Regions from separate parts of the Anas platyrhynchos genome. Here all the other regions are linked to region 3. Evidence: chromatin contacts called from public Hi-C data. All regions are on one chromosome and are shown on one strand. The core of a region is the stretch at or near the end of the contact, and the rest is flanking DNA. Distances in the headings are between cores, read along the strand shown.

What was found. A called contact is a pair of places that touch in the nucleus more often than the background predicts.
Region 1: a contact with region 3 is called in a Hi-C map of liver, with 1.8 times the contacts expected there. The contact joins the promoter of MPHOSPH6 here to the enhancer-like site in region 3. A contact is called at or near these places in 2 of 8 Hi-C or Micro-C datasets (liver and subcutaneous adipose tissue).
Region 2: a contact with region 3 is called in a Hi-C map of F1 follicle, with 2.2 times the contacts expected there. The contact joins the promoter of SDR42E1 here to the enhancer-like site in region 3. A contact is called at or near these places in 5 of 8 Hi-C or Micro-C datasets (F1 follicle, liver, skeletal muscle and 1 more).

The regions. Positions count from the first base shown.
Region 1 is chr12:4,726,512-4,731,331 of IASCAAS_PekinDuck_T2T, reverse strand. It overlaps MPHOSPH6 (M-phase phosphoprotein 6), which reads right to left and starts at 2,635. Exons shown (of 5, transcript XM_027466847.3): 1 at 2,465-2,635. The coding sequence starts at 2,515.
Region 2 is chr12:4,812,536-4,817,032 of IASCAAS_PekinDuck_T2T, reverse strand. It overlaps SDR42E1 (short chain dehydrogenase/reductase family 42E, member 1), which reads right to left and starts at 1,747. Exons shown (of 3, transcript XM_027466766.3): 1 at 1,522-1,747; 2 at 1,101-1,202; 3 at 1-535. The coding sequence starts at 1,676.
Region 3 is chr12:4,763,087-4,767,593 of IASCAAS_PekinDuck_T2T, reverse strand. LOC140003459 (a long non-coding RNA gene) reads right to left here. Exons shown (of 2, transcript XR_011812171.1): 2 at 3,160-3,589. Among named protein-coding and RNA genes, the nearest start is that of HSD17B2, 32 kb to the left of the region's middle. Within about 2 kb of position 2,478, at least 2 of the 8 cell types and tissues checked have an H3K27ac peak or open chromatin away from gene starts, as enhancers often do. A contact at or near this core is called in subcutaneous adipose tissue, where this site is marked.

The DNA of each region.
Region 1 (4,820 bases), core at 1,386-3,885, 36 kb after region 3:
TTTACAGGAGCGATCCTTACATTCTCACATCCCTAGGAGCTGGGACCTTCCTTTGGGCCTACAGAAAGTGTTTCAGTAACTGCCTCTGACAGAGGTGCACATTTATACCGATATAATTCACAGCAAGAGACAAGGCTACCAGTGCTGTTTATACACATTTCTGTACAAAAATTGCTTTGTGGCAATCAAAGCAAACCTGTAGGCACAACACTGCAGAGGAGTTTTATATCAACTAATCGTACTCCTTTCGTTTAAAGCAGCATCATTTCTGTATTTAGATAAGCCTGCAGGCTGACAGATAACATGCCGGTGGGGCTCTTCTGTCTTTCAGACATTAGCAGAGACTCGGTCATAGCTTTGGTCCCAGCTACAGCACGCTTGACTTGGGCATAAGGCCCAAGAAGACATCACTACACACTTCCCTCCCACAAAAATCCAAAATTACTGAGATTTAAAGTATATAGGTAATACATATATGTAATATATATTATGTGTACATACCCACATTTTCTCAGTCTTTACAAAATGTCCAGGCAAAACAAACCAAACCCTGACATATAAGCCAATATAGTGTCTCATTTTCCTTTTATATTTCTATTTGTATGCATTTGTACAAGATCTTTAATGAAAGAAAACTTGACTTTTGTTTTCTGAGTCGACCCAAAATATGTCAAAGCTTTCCAATTAAAATTACAGTATCTACTTGAGGAAAATAAGGGAATCTATCATGTGGAAAACCATATTGCTCAAGGAAATTGGTTAGCCAGTCAGAAAACTCAACAGGAGAAATTTTGCTACAAGCACGCAATTAAATAATCATTCCACATTACATTTTAAAGATTATGTTCCTCACGATTACTACAGGAATAGCTGGATGAAAAAAAAAATGTGATTGTGTTTATCAGAAATGTAAACACACGTGAATGAATTAAAAATATACCAACCATGGTAGATGCAGAGTATGTAAGGCAGTAACTGCATGATTATTTAGGTAAGTTCCCCCAAGCAATGGGACCTGGATCAAATGGTACAGGAACTAAAAGCATGAGCCACCATTTGACATCAAAAGGTGTGCATAGTCTGGATCTTGGTGAAAAGGGTTTTCACAACACTACCACTGACCACACGCCACCTCTGGGTGCCCCTTCACCTGCCTACTAAATTGTTATGATACATCTTATCACTACCCGTGGAGGCAGCTGCTAAAAGATTAATTAAAACATTTGTAAACAGGTTTTGCAGTATGAAAGTGCTAAGCACATGATCTGTGTATGACCTTTTCAAAACCTACTCATCTCTTCTAAGCTGGTTACTACTGCCTGGACTCTAAATCTGCAAATGTCACAGCACCACATTCACAGTCTGGTTCCCCACAGCCTTCCAAGGAAGGAAATCTAAAAACTAGCCTTTGAAATCTCTGGAGGGTTAATAAACTGGCAAAAACCAGCAGCATAAGTTTCACCTAAGAAGAGAGTATTACAAAAAAGTAACAAAAATCAATGATGCTGCAATCTAGGTTAAGGGAGTCTTACTCTGTCCTGTGCTGCTGGCTAACTAAGCCCATCATTTACTTACCTTTGGGAGCAAGGCAGGATGCATTTTGTTTCCCCTGTGTACAAATGTTAGCCTTTCATTAGCAGTACCTATTAATTGTGGTAAATACTGCACAATCTTACTGTAACAGAGCCCACTTTATATGGAGCTAAAACCTTTCAGGCAGTTTCTGAAACATGGTCCCACATAAATAGGTGAAAAAAACCCGCATGTTAAATAAAACACCACAAACGAGAAGCCACAAAGGCTAATCACTTATAAAAAAGTAATGAGTATTAACATTAAAAAAAAGGCTTTTTTTTTTTTGTCTTTTTGTGTAGACACTTTCTAGTGTCTGTTTTCCATCATTAAAGACTCATCCCTCACAGGAGAATGTACTTTATTGAATTAGGCGTTGTGTTATGCAACGTGCACCAGAACCCAGTAAGCAGACAGCCCTTGTGTTTGTGACTGGGAAAAGATGGAGGAAGGTGGTAAAGGGCCAGGCGTTGTGCTTGGGCACTTTGTTGGTTATCAGTGGAAACAGACAAAAAATGAAACCCTGTCTGGGGCAGCTCGTTAAAACAGCCTCTTGCTAGTGAAGTTTGAGCAAAAAGCTGTAAAGAAAAAGCAAACAAAGCCACGTGCAGAGTACAAAACACAAGAGAGACACTCGTGCCTGTGTCAGAACAGGGCAGAAGCAGAGTGACCACATGCAGGAAGGCAAAACGTCCCCAGAGCCTGCAAGGGGCACCCAGTTGCGGATCCCCGCACACCCCTAAGGGACAGCCACGGCGGCGGGCGGCTCGGAGGGCGGCCCCGCAGCTTAGGCCCAGCCCGGCCGCCATCTCCTCGTCCCGTCCCCCCCCCCCAGCTCGGGCTCCATGCCTCCCCTTCTCCTCCCCTCCCCGCCCGGCGCCCCCCGCCTCACCTTCATGCGCAGCAGGTTCTTGGACAGCTTCGTCTTCACCTCCCCGGCCATGGCGGCCGCGGCGCTGGCACTAGGCCGCGCTGGATCCCCGAGCTCGAGTAGCGCCGCGGCCGCGCAGGCCGGGGGGGAGCCGGGGGAGGAGGCGGTGGCGGCTCGGCTCCACCCTCCGCGATCAGGGCCGGGCCCAGCCCCAAGGAGCGGCGGGGCCTGCGGGGGCCGTCAGGGCGCACGGCCGATGGAAAAGAAGCGATTAAAAAGCAGCAGCTTCGCTGTATAGAGCTGGGTGTATGGGGTGAGGGGGAGTGCTTCTGTGAGCAGGGTATAAATCGATGGAAAATGGCAAATTAGTAGGGGAAGCTTAGATTTCTTATCAACGTTTGTGTGCTCTGGAGGCTTAGGGGTTGATCCATACCTTTCTGATGTTTGTAACAGGAAAGAGATTATCAAATCTTTTGCATATTGGCATTTGGAGACTGCTCGATTTGTTCGGCTTTCAATTTTTGAAAATAAGCATTGACTTTTACTTGCAAAAGACCCACAGGTTAGTCAAATGTGGTTAAAATTGGAAAGCAAGTAAGTTCAAAGATACTACAAGAAGTTTCAAGGGTCTTGGATGGTGATTTTTGAATTCAAGGTTGGCAGTGCCATCTTTAGGCTGCCAGGCTGGGCCCTGGTATCTTAAATAGAAATCCTGGTAGGAAATTGCTAGTTGATTCCCAGTCACAAGCAGGAACCACAATTTTTGTATACATCCTCATAAATCAGATTTCTGATGCCTGTTTTGACATTTGGCACATAAAGCAGGCAGTAAAGTAGTAAGAGTGAGAGTTCAGTGTTCAAAACTGTAATGAACTGGTGTGCTCAGAAACGCAATCGAGGAAGAGAAGTTCCCATATGTGCAGGATGCAGGTCAAAGTGAGCTTGAAGAACTTTTAAAGATTTATGATCTAATAGCACCCATAAAAGCATAAAATGAAGAGCAAAGCTTGATTACAGTGGGAGAGGAGAAGGAATTATACAAATCCAGGTATATTTATTACACAGTTAAGCCCAATGGGTTAAAATGCCCACAAACATGAATGAAGCACATTCAGAGCCACAACCACTTCAAGGGTGAGCCACAACACTGAATTTAATTTTCATATTGGCAAAACACCTTCATTTTGAGGCTCTGTAAATGAGTTGGGAGGTGCTCTGAAACTCCAGGCCCCAAAGAGAAAGTCTCTCTCCGAGTTTGGGAACTCTCCGGCTTCATTCAGCCTCACATTTAGATCCTTCTCTATTCACTCCATCACTAACATTACCAGCGCTTCTCATAAAAAGAAACCTGGAAGAATTTAGCAGTTTTCCAAATACAAATGTGTGTCAAAGAATGACTATACTTGTATCTTATTTAAAAAAAAAAAAATAAGGGAACACTGTTGGTTAATACAACAGCACAGTACCTCCATTAGCTCCCAACTTTTGGCCTTATTTTCTCTTTGCCATGCATTCTAATAAAGTATTTGCTTTTTGTTGATCATTGTACATTGGAGCCCTGTGTTTAATTGCATAGTTTTCAATGTTACCCATATTTATTTATTTATTTATTTATTGTTTTCTGAGTAGTTTCAGTTAATTTATAGTCTGGAAACGTACTTCAGATGACTCCTAAATACATTACCGCGTACCCACCAGTACGTCTCCAGCCACTGAGCAGTGGCTATGCCTGGTTTGCTTGGTGCCCTTTGCAACAGCTATTTCTAACTCTTTGTGCATCGCCCTGTCCTGCCAGCATAACAAGGTTTTGTCAGTCCCTGCAGCCTCTGCTTACAGTATTTCGTGGATGCAGCCATGGCATATACCTGTTGTATGATACCTTTCATGTGACACTACCAACTCTTTCATCTTTGTAATCAAATAATTTTAAATGGCTTGCAGGAATGTAGTATCTAGCAGGGGGCGGGGAGGAAACAATGCAAAGGGTTTTGAAGTCATCTAACCGTAAGGATTATTCTGTGTTCTTCCTGGTGAGCAAGAGCTTGGGATCGACAGTCTCAGCCCTCTGGTAGCCCATGAACGGTTGGGGTCTAAGCGCTGCACCATGGACTCCCACAAAGATGCTGCTGCTGGTTGTCTCGTGTGCCAGAATATCAGCTGACAGCCCGCCTCGATGCGTTCAGGCAGACAGGGAGAAGTGTTTTTTTGTAAACGCAGCACGGGCTGTGTGATGTTTATTTAGAAAAGTGGAGATTGTAAAGAGGCTGCCACAGAATTTGATCTATTTCGGCAGTAAAAAAGCCTAAAGGAAATTTTTGGATTACATCTGCCATCACTAGAATTGGATGGGGAGGTTATAGATAACAATCAGCTGTCT
Region 2 (4,497 bases), core at 498-2,997, 50 kb before region 3:
GTAACTAACTATTCTTGGAAGATGTCTTTGCTCTCCTGGCCCATAGATACCTGCTGGTCGGAGAGCACAAGTCCTTAATACACCTTTCTCATTTCCAAGCTCAGCACCGTTTGCCTCCAGCACCTTCATTTCAGCTAAAGATTTGGTCCGGGAGTAGTGATCTGGATGAAGGTGAAGAGGTAGATAAGGCAGAGATTCATCCCCATTTTCTATAATCTGGCCTCCAAATATCACGTTATATGTACTTGTATAAACCAGACTTGACACTCCTGTGCTCTTGCAGGCCTGGATGACATTTTCTGTTCCTTTCACGTTAACAACTTCTATAAGTTTTCGGTTCAGCTGCTCCCTGCCAGACATTCCATAGGAAGCGATATGGAATACGCAGATTACATCTTTAAGAGCCTCTTCCACTTCAGACAGACAGCAGACATCCCCTCGCATAAACTTTATTCCCTCTGGCACTGGTTGAAGTGGCTTCGTGACATCAAAGAGAATCACATCCACTCCCATTTGGTATATGGCACAACCTAAACTAAAACAGGACGGAAACCACATGTTATATACATAACACAGTAATGCATGAAACATTTCACCTGGAGGAAAGAGAAGCCTATTAACTATTCTAATATATCTTTTTAATTTATTCTTTCCCTCTTTACTTAGAGGAAAAGAAAACAAAAGAAAAAACATAAAGTGGGAAACTACAATAAGGGAAAAAAACACAACACCACTAACTGGTGTTTTTAACTGCGTTTTGGAAGAACCCAGGCATTTCTCTCCTGTTCCCTACATATTTTGAGGATAAAAATGTAAATTCCTGTTACAAAGTTGCCCAGACTGATTAAATATTGAGACTAACTGTCTTGTAATCATGTGGAAACAGAATAATGTATTTGCTTAAAACATTCAGAAGCAGTATATGATTGTTTGTTGAAAAACGAGACCCCAATAGGAACCATCAGGCGATGGGGTGAACCAGGTGAGGAAGCTCAAGCCCTAGATCCTGTAGGTTTCCTTTCACGGACGGATTCTGTTGCCTCACCAACAGCGCTCTATTACATTTATTCTTGTATGTAATAACTATTTAATGCACTAACCGGAAGCCAAAATAGCCACCTCCTCCAGTAATTAGGACCGTTTCCTTGGCAACATTTTCTGCCTCCATCCTCTTGCCTTTGGTGCTGTTGAAGGAAATCGATCTATAAAACACACAGTAAAAAAGCACGTTAAAACCAATCCGAGTTCTAACGTGTCTGGTTATTCCCAGCTATAGGTCGTGCTTTGATTCAGGCCCTTCCTTCCACCATCTGCCAGGCAAGGCGGAAACTGGCATTGCTCCCAAGCCAGCTTATAGCTGAAGCAGCGCTGCCTGTCGCGAAAACGCAGCGACTCCGCGGCTGGGAAGCTCCGGGGACGCCCTCAGCCTTCCCTCCCCGGCTTTCCGCGGCCGTTCCCTGCCCGTTTGGCCGCGGTGGTCGCTGCGGGTGAGGCCGGTCCGAGGCCCCGCCAGCCCCGTACCTCAGCCCCGGCCCCGGCCCCGCTCCGTGCCGCCTCCCCGCGGGGCCGCCGGGCTCCACGGGAAATGGAGTTCCCGCGCCGGGCCACAAAATGGCTGCCAAGAGCGCAGGGCGACCCGGGGGGGAATGGGGCGGTGGGCGTTGGGTTTGTGTCATGGTGTGCGCCGTGCTGTGTCAGTCTGTGCCCCCGCAGATACTGCTTTCCTCCTTTCCTTCCCCGGCGATACTTGAGCAGAGCTTGGTGTTCACTGTGAGGTGCTTTAAGATGAGGAATCTCCAGTTATCTTTGAAGCCTGAGCCTTGTCGCGCTGTCACGTTCCACTGTTTATACTTGAAAATAAAAATAGAACTAACTTTCTGTCTCCCTCATTTTTAATTGTTTTCTTTTAGTCCTGACGCTCTGTGTGTGCACAAAGTCTTTAGTTGCCTCTGTAGTTCAAAAACAAACCGTAATTGCAACCTCACCAGGAGCCCATTAATAAATGCTGGTTTCCATCACATGCCTACCACTGGAAATCTTAAAAAAAAAATAAATCATATATATATTTTTTGCCTGCTTAACCCAGTATCTTTCTGTGTACTGCTTGAGAGCCAAAACACAGCACCAGTTAGTCCAACTCCTCTCTGGCCATGCTGCTGCTGACAGTGGTGTGTAGATACCTCGGCCACTCTCGAACAGGTTGTGACCTTCAGGAGAGCTGTGTATTCACGGTGTCCTGGGGCCATGAACCTGTTTGAGATGTGTCCTGCTTCTGGAACTCATTTTCACTGAAGTGTGTTAAAAGTACCTGGTGACAGAGCCTCCCCAGGCTTGCTTCACATTTTGGAAAGTGTAATGTAAGACCTTACAGTTATTTTTGGACGATGATTTCATTAGAGAACAAAACGTTGATACATAAATCTCTTTCTCCTCTAGAGCACACAGGTTCTCATTATTGTTATATTGTCATCAATCTGGAAGAACTTTATTTCTCGTAGAGTTGAGTAAGAAATGGGACAGCTTGATGTCGTGCTAGTTATCCCAGATTCTCACGGTGCAATCTGTGCTGCACAAAGGCTAAATAATAACTAATACATGTAGTTGCTCTAACGTTCATCTATCACAAGCCTGTATTGTATAGCATGCTAACAGAAGAGTGTTAATCTCATGGAGAGGCTGAAATGTTTTTGCTAGTGGGGAAGCAATGCGTAATGGTGACTGACTTCAACAGAATTGCTCCCGAGTTAAGCATCAGAAATGCAGTGCAAGCTGCCTACAAGAGAGAGCAGTAATAGGAAAACAACATAGAATTACACTTTCAAAGTCTGTTTTGTAGTATTTTCCCTTTTTCTTTCAAAGCAGTGTGAGTCACCTGGGGAATGTCAAAAAGAACTCAAAAAGTGAATTCACTGTCAAAACTACTTAAAATATATGAGTTTCCATTTTGCAAAACCTTGAGAGAAGTAGACAAAATATGCTGTGTTTTATTTTGATTGACGAATGGCAAGAATTAAAACTAAGCAGATTCTGAAAAGAATACTATGAGCACTAAATATATATATATATATATATATTTTTAGCAATTATTTTTTGCCAGTGAACCTCTGTGGCTCTTAAACAGCAATTTCAGGCATAGAGCAAATGTTGCATGTGAGCAGAGCAAATGACTTGCATGTCACACGCTTATCAGTTGTGGTCAGCCTGTGAACAACCTGACTATGCAGAAGTGCTGCATCTATGTAGATGTGTGGAGTGTCTGGCTTGGAGGGCATCCTTCAGTCATATCTGATGGTATAATTCCCTGTCTGCTGTCTGTAGGTGCAGAAGAGTGGGTCTTGAGGCAGCCTTGAATCATCCCTTAAAATAGTTTGCAGTGTATTCATAAAGGCATAAGAATTCTAGCTCAGAAGCAATAATAAAAATCATTTATATATCCTTATATTAAATATGAGAATCCTGGAGCTATCTGAACTGTGTCTCTGACCTTGCTTTCCATGTTGTGTGGGTAAATCCTTGCATTTGAATAGGTTAACTTCAGTATGACAGTTTGTCTACTGGGCTTTGTGATATGTCTGTGCTGGACAGCTTGTAGGATTGAGACCTTCATCTACATTCTGCTTTTTCTTGTTTTCTGCCTAGTTATGTACAGTGAAAGAATTGTGTCAGATTATGTTATAATTAGTGTAAATATTATGAATATAAGAAAGCTGTGGTTAAGATATTGTAAAATTTAAATGACTATCATGGTAATGAACTCATATAATTATTTATTTATTAATTTAGTTGGTCTTCAAAACATAGTAGGAAACAGTCATTCCTCACTTTACAGTGACAGATTTGACTTTAAAACTTGACACAGATCACATTTTGCACAATCTGTTTGTTCATGCTATCTCAATGATTTCCTGTAAGACTCTGTTTTTCCCTAACATTTTAATGGACTTTCTGAATCTATCTTAGATTGTATATTACCATCAAATAAATAGAATTCCACTTCTACTTTTTGTATGATGGAATGCTTATCCAGCCTTTTTAACTTCTTTTTTTTTATTATTATTATTTTTTATATATTTTTTTTCCTAACCTGCAATGCTGGTCTCCACTACCGTTTTCACTTTAAAGAACTAGACATTTAGAGCGGGTGCCATGCTATAGTACATCTTGCATATATCCCAGCATGCAGAGAATCAAACTATGTTGCAGTTGATTGAAGAGATTGTATTGATATGTGCAATTACAGGCTAGGACAAGATATGTCAGGATAGAACCATTTGCAGTGTAAATAGGGTGTTATCTGCCATAACCTTAGATGAAATGAAGCTGAAATGGACTGCAAAGAACTCCTTAAATCAGCAACTACACAGAGCTAAATAAGCAGCTGTAGTGAGCCACATAAGGTGGAAAGCTTGAGTAATGAACTCATTTATTCTTCTTTTATTGTATGTTACTTCATCAGATTCTGTTTGAAACTTAAAATACTTAACCAGTAAAATTACT
Region 3 (4,507 bases), core at 1,229-3,728:
TGCCTCCATGGCCATCCAGCTGGCCAGCAGCTGGTGGTTTGCTGGTACAATTTGAAAGCAAGAAGTTTGGGGAGATTATGAGGGAAATTGAGGTTTGTGATGATGCGGTTGGCAGGTTTCTGCATGTCTAGTTGATGCAACATGTCATCCAGCTAGTAACGTGGGTGCCCCTTACACGTACATATAATTTGTAAGGAGATGAGAGTTGTGTTTATTATGTGTTTGCAGAAAATATGCTGACAATTAGGAGCTCTATTTACACCCGTAACAGCTCAGCTCAGAGGGAAGTGAGCTCCTTCCCCCCTCTCTGGCTGGGCAGAAGTCTCCCTGCCACTGTGTGCATCCTCCAAGAATGAAGGATGCACACAAGCAAGCAAGTCAGGACTCAGATCTCCAGCCCCCTCTTTTTCTAAGAGGAAAAAGCAGTTATTGACCTTTTCAAGAAGAACCCAGGTCAGAAGCACAGACTGGGTGCCATTCCAGGTAACATCTAGGCTTTTGGACGTATACAGTGTGCCCTCCCACACCAGCCCATGCAAGAACACATGGAGAAGTGAGGAGCTGCCCATGGGTGTCATCGTCTCATTGGGGCCACTTGCATAAAGTGCTACTTGGAGTGAAGGGAGGCACTGAGATCTGACCGTCAATAAAGGTCTTTGGACTGGGATTGACTAGTATTTAAAATAGGCTAAATGTTATTTTTGCATTAAAGTCCAATTTTCAAAAAGAGGTTATGAGCAAGGAAAGCAGCAGCTCCCTGAAAGCCCTAACCTCAGGGCTTGTCTGCATGAGGAACTTTACCAGCATTTCTCCTGTTGTCAAAGTATAAGTGAATTAAAATAAATCCAATTATGGCTGAATTTTCTCTGACGGAGTGCATCCACACGGGCTTACCATCTGCTTTAACTAATCTGTGCTATGAATTCATAGCACTGTATTGTTCGAGTTAGTCTTCTGGGGTACTGCTGGGTAAACAATGATTAAATCTGTTTAAAAAATATGATTTACACTAATGCTTTCGTAAGGGTGTTTCACATAACTTCAGTCTGTTTTGGAACTGTGTTCCATGTAATGTTAACCTGTTTTTAAACCGATAAAAAGAAATGGGTGTAAGCTCTTAATATGCAATCCCTCATTTAGTATTGATAATGATTTATGTTGGGTTATGTTGAAAGAACTCCTGATTGACTCAAATTACATAGAAGTATGCCAGTGGCCTGGCAAGTGATTTTATGTGTAGGGAGCTGCCCATGTTTAATGGGGCTTAAAGCTGTCACACCTTTAATTGAACTGTTTCAACACTTTTTATGTACACACAGTCAGGTTCCTAGATAATTTATAACCTTTCAAAACAAATAAGGAAATTCATGCAATTCCTTAGGAAGAGACGTCTATAAACACAAAAAAATAATCCAGGATGTCATTTACATTAATTAGCTGCTTTAGTCGGTTTATTTCTCTATTGTTCCTCACCTTTTTTTCAACAGTTATCTTGATGAAAGCCCTTCCAGCACTGTTCCTGGCAGAGGAACCCCATGAGAGAGCTGGTGTCATTGCCAGTGCCTCCTGCAAGACTGGGGGGCTGCACCCAACACACCCCAAAAACACTTCTCCTGCTCCATGCAGTGCTGCTGGCTCTGCATCAGCTTTAAGCCAGGACTAATGGGTCTCCAATTAATAAAGAGCTACTCCTGTCTACCTGTCACTCACCTAAAACAGACACGTCGATATGAGCTCATTCTCAGGATTAGCACCGTAGCCCTAACATTTGTCTTAATTCAGTGGCAATATTTTCAAAACTCCCTTTAGCTCCTGGTTTGTGTGCTGCTGTTACTCATTAGGCAGAATGTGGTCCGTCATGTTGGGCTAGATTTGCAGTGGAGAGTTTCTAAAGAGAGCACTCCATCGCTCCAACTAATCAACAGAATTCAAAGGAAATTTAGGGTTTTATGCTGTGGCTGGCAGAGAAGATGAAAGGAACTTGACCTCAGGGGAATCAAGAAAGCTTCTCTGATGGCTACACACACACACACACACACACACAAAAAAAAAAAAAAAAAAGTGCTTGTCCAGAAGCTTCTTTACTCATTTAAGCTCTTTTTTAATGAAAAATTTAATCCTGAACAGAAAAGCTCATCAAAAGTGAGACAGAGTCAGTAGCAGAACACAATGTATTAGGGTGTCTGAGATGTTGCGATTAATGGTGCTGGACAGGCAGCACAATCTGGGCAAAAGGGCAGGAATTTTGCCTGCTGTGAGTCTTCCCTGTGCTGCCCTGCATGGTGCTCATCCACTCCAGTCCTCACAGCTGTGACAGAGATTCCTCCTCCAGCAAAATTTGAATTCCTTCCACTCCTCCCCACATTTCTTTGTTAACTAAAGAGAGAAAACCAGATTTATCTGCTTTGAGGTGGTGAGACCCGTGCTGCAGCTGGGACACCCTGACCCTCGCGTCCCTTCTCCTTGCTCACCAAAAGATGCCAGCAAAGAGCTTTAGTTCCTTGGAACCAGCGCTGCATCAGGAGCCTTTGCGCTGTACACTGGATAACAGATTTTTCTTGAAAGTCCTGCTTTTGGCATGTTCCCCAGTGGGACCTGGCATATGGAGTGAATGTGTCCTCCTGCTGAACTGGGTAACTTCACCGGGTGGAGACAAAGGGTTAATGCATAGGTGATCCCACTCCACAGCACTGAGGTTTCCAATTAAAAAGAAATAAAAATCCCATGCATGTCTATGCCTATAATAATTACATTGCCATATACTGTACAACAGAGAAATCATAGAAGGAACAGTTTAGGGAAATAGGGAGTGTGGACTTTTGTTGACCTTGAAGAAACATATTCTGTAAAAATCTTTAAAGGCAAATGAAAGAGGCAAAATGCTTTTATAGACATTCCTGGGTTTCTAACACGTGTGTGATTAACTACAGTGCCAGGGGAAGTGCAGGCAAAGCCCGAAGCAAGGCATACTCTGCCTTCCACCACAGGAAAACCCAAACTAGGAAAGCAGCTGGGGGTTTGTCTCATCACTAATATATTCTTCAAGAGGTTTTTAAAGTGAGCACACGAGAGCATGGGGAATCACACTGGTTCAGTAGGGCTGGAGACAGAGTAAAATTACAGTGACATCTAGTGATCATAAATATTTCACAAAGGTGCTATGAGCGAAAAAATAAAACATTTATTGCCAGGGAGCATTCTGAACGCGTAACGCACAAAATCAGATCATTAACCAAGGGCAGGAAATGAGGTGGGATACAAACGGAGGAGATGGTGCAAATTAAAGTGTAGCAGGGATGCTGCAGAGCCAGTTCCCAGTGCTGGGAACGGTTGCGGGTGGGTTTCCACAGGGATCCGGGCTAGGTCTGCATTTCTCTCTCTTTCTGCAGAGTTTGCCATTGGTACTAAATTGCAGCGTGTTCGTATAAAAGCAGCTTGACGTTTTTGCGCCTGGGAATTGAACTAATAAAATGGTGTGTAGCTTCCAAAAGCACATGCTGCTCCCCAGGGAGAGGAGAGCAAGATGAAACCTCGTCAGCGGCAGGAGCACGCAGCGCATCCGCAGCTCTTCCCGAGCAAGGGCCCAGCGCTGGAGGAAAGCAAACGGAGGGAGAGCAATGACATGATTCTTATTTTATTTTATTTTATATTATTTTATTTTATTTTATTTTATTTTATTTTATTTTATTTTATTTTATTTTATTTTATTTTATTTTATTTATTTTATTTTATTTTATTTTATTTTATTTTATTTTATTTTATTTTATTTTATTTTATTTTATTATTTTATTTGATTTTATTAAGCTGTTTTCTACTGCTTTTGGCTGCCTGATGAGCAGCCTGAGCATGGTCCTGCAGTCCTGCAGTCCTCCCTCAACTATGCCATGTGGTACCGAGAAAAGGAGTAAAGGGAGTAAAGCAAAGGCTTCCTGTTAATCCTCAGGCTGTTCCTCATCCGTACCTTCACTGTGCAAAGGGATGAAAACCACGATGGTCAGGTTAGCGGAACAGCCACCCAGAGTGATAAGCAATGCACTTAGAGCATTGATTTTGCGGCTTTAAACCAGGTAGATTTGTGGCCACGTAAATATGCAGTCAAATTTCTTCTGATGAAACATTCAGGAGAGCTTTTAATAAAAGCTGGGAAGGAAGCTCCCAGCCAATTTCAGAGGCCTTCCCATGAGTCCCCAGCAGCCAGGCAGGTTCAGGCTTTTAATTATTAGCTGAAAGCCTAATAGACATTCCCACCCATCTCAGGTGCCATTGGAGAATGAGAATATGCCTTAGGTGTATGCATAAGGGAGAGACAAATTCAAGTGCATCAGATACTTTGGCATGTACAGGACCGATGCCACTTAAAGCAGGTTCATCATCCCCCAGGAAAGGCCATTCACCAGTTCAGATGGTCAAGGATCAAACTGGTCCTTGCTGGGAAAAATAATGCTGTTGAGGGTAAGGGACTTGGAGCAGCAGAGCAGAGCCAGAGCTGGTGCCAGGGATGTGTCTG